Regions from separate parts of the Danio rerio genome. Here region 2 is linked to region 1. Evidence: chromatin contacts called from public Hi-C data. All regions are on one chromosome and are shown on one strand. Each heading gives the region's core, a stretch centred on a gene start, on an enhancer-like site or on the middle of the called end of the contact. The rest is flanking DNA. Distances are from core to core; before and after follow the strand shown.

Evidence for each region. A called contact is a pair of places that touch in the nucleus more often than the background predicts.
Region 2: a contact with region 1 is called in a Hi-C map of embryo, with 2.1 times the contacts expected there. The contact joins two enhancer-like sites. A contact is called at or near these places in 7 of 18 Hi-C or Micro-C datasets (caudal fin, embryo, hematopoietic stem cells and 1 more).

The regions. Positions count from the first base shown.
Region 1 is chr6:50,635,494-50,638,299 of GRCz12tu, reverse strand. The region is part of intron 4 of LOC141386355 (a long non-coding RNA gene); the gene reads left to right. Among named protein-coding and RNA genes, the nearest start is that of slc2a1b, 12 kb to the right of the region's middle. Within about 2 kb of position 1,354, at least 12 of the 62 cell types and tissues checked have an H3K27ac peak or open chromatin away from gene starts, as enhancers often do.
Region 2 is chr6:50,676,094-50,678,899 of GRCz12tu, reverse strand. All of the region lies in intron 2 of LOC141386356 (a long non-coding RNA gene), which reads left to right. It also overlaps a transcript of phc2b not described here. Among named protein-coding and RNA genes, the nearest start is that of phc2b, 8.5 kb to the left of the region's middle. Within about 2 kb of position 1,434, at least 3 of the 62 cell types and tissues checked have an H3K27ac peak or open chromatin away from gene starts, as enhancers often do.

The DNA.
Region 1 (2,806 bases), core at 105-2,604:
CAGTAGTTTTTGATGTGGAGGGTCATTTTCTGCTAGAGATACTGTTGCCCCAAAAACTAAATAAAATGTTAGTCAAAACACGTAAAATAAAAAAAAACTTGCATATACTGTAGAAATGGTATAACAAAATTTTAACGCTTTTAGAACATTGACTTTCTCAAACCACGGTAAACCAGTTATACACCACTGGACAGTGCTTATGAACGCTCTCTGATTAGAAGAAACTGTTGAATAAAATTTTTATTTTTGTTTTATGTGCACAGAAAAGGATTCTCGTAGCTTGATAATTTTCCTGTTGAACTAATAGAATAAAAAATATATGTTTGCCACACTTATTTAAAATGAGCTGAAAAAAAATTCTTGAGGTATTTTGTTTTGACAACTTGATTGTTTAATGTCCAATCCACATTTGTAAAAACTAATAAAATAAATTAATTTTTGTATGCTGTCCCTAGACAAATCGATTGTGTAGAACCCAGCATTTTTATTTATGGAGGATGAGAGAGCTTTTAGATTTCATCTAAAACACCTTAACTTTTATGTACTGAAGATGGACAAAGGTCTCAGGCCTTTGGAGCCACACAAGGGTGAGTAATTAAAAACGCCATGTTCTTTTTTGGGTGGGCTAACCCTTTAATTTAATTTATTTTATTAAAACTTTCCTTCAGTCATTTAGTTTCCTTCAGCTTACTCCCTTATTGATCAGCGGAATGAACCGCCAACTATTCCATTATATCTGTTACACAGCGGATGCCCTTGCAACACCCATACCATTTTGCATTCACAGACACACACTCATTCACTAGAGCCAATTTTTGTTCATCCAATTCATTAAGAGTGCATGGGGAAAACATCGTAAGGAAACCCATGCGAACATGGGGAGAACATGCAAACTCCACACAGGAACGCCAACTGACCCAGCCAGGACTCAAACCAGCAACCTTCTTTCTATGAGGTGACAGTGCTAACCACTGAGCCACCGTGCCACCCTGTTACATGCCTGGGGGTGTTGCTCTGTTGTTCCCTCCTCCCCTTTCTGTTTCTATTTGCTGTCTCCTGTACTTCTAAAATCTAGGTGTTCCGATTGGTTGGCAGAGTTCTCCCTCCCTCCCTCCTTAAACTTTCGAAACCTTTCTATTTGTATTTGACAGTGGTGTCGTGTGAAAGGGCGCTGATTTCTAAAGTCTTCATAAATGTGCTGAAGTGCATTAAACAATGCCTTGCAGTGGCCGTATTAATAATAAACCCATGAGACATGCCATGCTTTCTCCAGCTGGTTTAAATAGAGGCAGTGACTCAGCAGGGCCTAAACTGGCAGAGAGGGCATTGGGTGTTTCGGTGCTTGTCACTTCTGCAAGCAGTGTATCAGATTTCACAGCTATGAAAGCCCTGGCCTCAACTGCTCTGGTGCTAAAATGTCATAGGTAGAGTGAAGTTTGGGATACCGGGACGAACGTGCAGATGCGAGGCTAAAGCATGTGCTGGCCGGGACTCTGTCTGGATTGGCTCCCGGTGACTCAAATGACACAGAGGCATAGTGACCAGGCTGTTCATCTATCTTGTTAAAAGCAGCCAAGGGGTGTTGGCTGATTGGGCATCAGTTCGGACAGCTAAAATATATAGACAGAAGGTCAGTCTGTAGCCTTGACCTGACAAATTTTCTAGCATGATGCTGTGCTAATTCAGACATACGACCTTTTTGTTTCAGCTATGCATTGTTTTTGATCTAAATAAGGCTGCAGCTCAAATCTCTACTATTGTATATGCACATATTACTTGTATAAAGAAATGTTATACCTGAATTCTCCCTCTAATTCCTCTTTTTTAAAGAGGAGAAAAAGTGCTTAAATACTTCACTGTGAAAAATTATATAACAAAAAGTCTTGACAACAAATGCTTTTGTTATTTTGACTGAATTTAATAGGATTTGAACTAATTGTTTTTAGTTGTACAAATTTTACCGTATTCTTTTTAGTAGTCAGTTTGGCTGATTTAAGTAAAAATTCCAACAAATTTCAACTAAAATAAATAAGGCAAGAAGAATTTTGTTTAGGTGTTTGGTTAGAAGTGATTCAAAATGAGGTGAAATGTTCCCAGACTCTCTAATCTACAAATAAATCAACCTGTAAGTATTATTCTTGAAAGAACTTGTTTTTAGGGATGGGCATTGCCACTTACGGTTAGAGGTGAAGTACAAACTGATATTGGGAAAAAAGTTCTGTTAAAATATTGTTTTTTTTTATAAAGTGCAGAGAACTTTTTTAAAAGGTTTATTAAATTTGTTTTTCACGTTACACATAGCAAACAAAAAAAAAACACCCCTTTCCCAGAACACCAGACTTAGGAACAATACATAATCAAATGTCCATGCAGAAAATAAAAAATGTAAATATGACACAAGTTCCTTTTTTCTCACATTGTCATATGTTGTGCGTCCATTTCCATCACAAGAGTTACAAAAGACTGCGAGACCTTACAAAATGTTTCAACAGACCTTTTGATAGAATGCCTTATTTTCTCCAACTAAAGACGAGACATCACTTCTCTTATACAGTGACTATGTGTTGGTGGAATTGGGTCTTTCCATTAAAACAATATCAGTCTTTTAGTGCAGAGAACTTTTGATGATCATCATGTTGCTTTTGCATTATTTTGGCATTTCATAGTCACAGTATATTTACTCTTTCAAATTAAGAAAGAAAAAATGTCACAAAAAAAGATTTTAAAAAAATTCAAGTAGAGAGGGAGTTAAGAGTTCTTTCATGCATGGCTTTCTAAAAAACATGTAATTTTATCCATTTATTTA
Region 2 (2,806 bases), core at 185-2,684, 41 kb before region 1:
TTTAAATATTTAAATTATTAATTAGTTGATAAATAATTAGTTAATAAATTATTAATTAGTTAATAATTTTTTTGTTTTATTTTTTCTTGCATTTTTAACATTTTTATTTTCATTATAATTTCACATTTGAATCTCAACCCAGGTTCATTCTGAAAACGTCCTGTTATATACATTTCTGAAGAGCACAATTACGTCCCAGGAGGTACGTTTTTTGCAGTTTTTGTTTTTGCAAATCCACCAGAGGCCGCTGTGTACACTTTTTCAGATCTCAAATTACTTTCGCAAGTGGCATTTGCACCTGCTTTTCTCACGTAAATCCATCGGAAGCCGCAGTCAACTGACTGAAAGACTGACTGACCGATTGACTGGCCCACTCACTTCCCTAAACCCAACCAATTGTGTTTTAAAAAGCAATTCAGAAAAAGAAAAGCCGTCCCCTGATTTTTACCTTGTTTTCAGATTTTACCACATTCTCACACTGTTATTTAGTTGTTTATTTTATTTTTTGGCTTCTGTTTTTGTTTTACCCGTTTTCTGGAACTGTTCTTCCCCGAACTCAAACCCCATCACTGCATCTCAAGTCCGCAGAGATACTGTACATGTCGAGCTACTGGACAAACTGGTAACAGTGGGAAAGGCGTCCACATAGAGGTAAGTGGTTAGCTGGTAAGCGCGAAAAGGAACAGCATCATACTGGCCCGTAGCATTCGTTTTAAAGATGAAATCCAGGCATACGTACTTGCTACATAATTCACGATCTCCAGAAATGTATATAGGGCTACGTTTTCAGAATGAGCCTATGTTGGAATATCTAGTATTGTAAAATGTTTCTATTGAAGACCAAAAAAAGTGCCTTAATCTGTTTAAAACCTACGCCTAATCAGAATCAAGCCAATAAATAAATATAACAAACACATATGGTCCAAGTAAACTGTTCATCCTTATACTAAATACAACCCATCACACAGTCCTGTGTTTAAACTTAAACCAAACCTCATTGTGTGCCTTATGTATGTGTATACTCAAATTCAATTAAAATGCTATTTGTATGGAGTTTGTAAACAACACACATTGTTTTCCAAACCACTTTATGGAAAACCAGTATCCTAATGTTTAAAATATGCTAATATCTTTAAGCCTTATGGTTGCAATCAGCAGCTTGGTGATAATACGGTTTACATTTAGTGACAATACAATCAATCAAGCAGTTTAGATATGCAGACCTTACTATGCGGTCACAGAACGCTGGCCTGTGGGCTTTCCTTGACTAATGGCCTCGCACAACAGTGAAAAGTCTCACCGTAACCCTCTTTCACCTTCTCTCCATCTTGTTCTCTTTTCTTTCTCCTCTGAGACTCTGTTAATTGGTGTCCCATTGGTCCCCCTATTCTGTGGCAATAGAGCCTCTGTGGCCCCAGACAGACATTCCCAAGTGACTCTGTTTCTCTGAGCATCAATGCAGCGGAGATGGATTAACTCTCCCTAAGAAGGCTGTGAATATAGTACACTGATGATGACCACTAAGATGGGTTACAGAGGGGGCTCTTCATACTTATTAATGGCCAGGAGGATATGAATGTCGGTAATGAGCACCTCTGGAACCGCAAACCTCACTGTGATTGCAAAAAAAAAAAAATGATAATGATGTTGGCATTGGTTGTAAGGGGGTTCATTGATTTATGCTTTTGAATGGCTAGCATGCATTTGTTTATTTATTATCTTCTTCAATTGTGCACCTATTTTAAAAAGGATTAAATTCATAATTTTTATTACTGATTATTTTTTTCTCTGTTTAATATCATGAGATGAACGGTCCTTTTATGTTAATTCGTACATTGTACTGTGCAGAGTCAAAAAATAAGTAATATAATAATAATGACCAGCCAAATAATATTATATTATACTTTTTTTTTTTTTTTTACTGTGGACTTTTTAAATTGCAATATGGAACCTTGATTTTTTTCATTGTTGCTCTGAAAACTTGTGACTTGATGTTGGAAATATAATTTTGGGATTTAAAAATATTTTTTTTTTTGAAAATTTAAGTTCAAACATGTTATCTGGGTTTTTTATCTATAAAAATGATGCAAAATTATGGCAACGAAGGCTGTGTGATTTATCAAAAAAAGATTGCAATCCTGGTTCGACCCTAGACATGATCTTTATTCAGCTTTTCTATGATTCAGCTAATTATAATATAGTCTTCACATTGTTTATATACAGTTGAAGTGAGAATTATTAGCCTCTTTTGATTTTTTTTCCTTTTTAAATATTTCCCAAATGATGTTTAACAGAGCAAGGGCATTTTCACAGTATGTCTGATAATATTTTTTCTTCTGGAGAAAGTCTTATTTGTTTTATTTCGGCTAGAACAAAAGCAGTTTTTAATTTTTAAAAAAGCATTTTAAGTTCAACATTATTAGCCCCTTTAAGGTATATATTAATAGTCTACAGAACAAACCATTGTCATAGAATAACTTGCCTAATTACCCTAACCTGCCTAGTTAACTTAATTAACCTAGTTAAACCTCTAAATGTCACTTTAAGCTGTACAGAAGTGTCTTAAAATATCTAATCAAATATTATTTACTGTCATCATAGTGAAGATAAAATAAATCAGTTATTAGAAATGAGTTATTAAAACTATTTAGAAATAATGTTATTATTTGTTTAGAAATGTGTTGAATTTTCTCCATCAATTTCTCTATTAAACAGAAATTGGAGGAAAAAATAAACAGGGGGCTAATAATTCAGTGGGGCTGATAATTCAACAACTGTACCTTGCTCAGCAACATGGACACCTCCA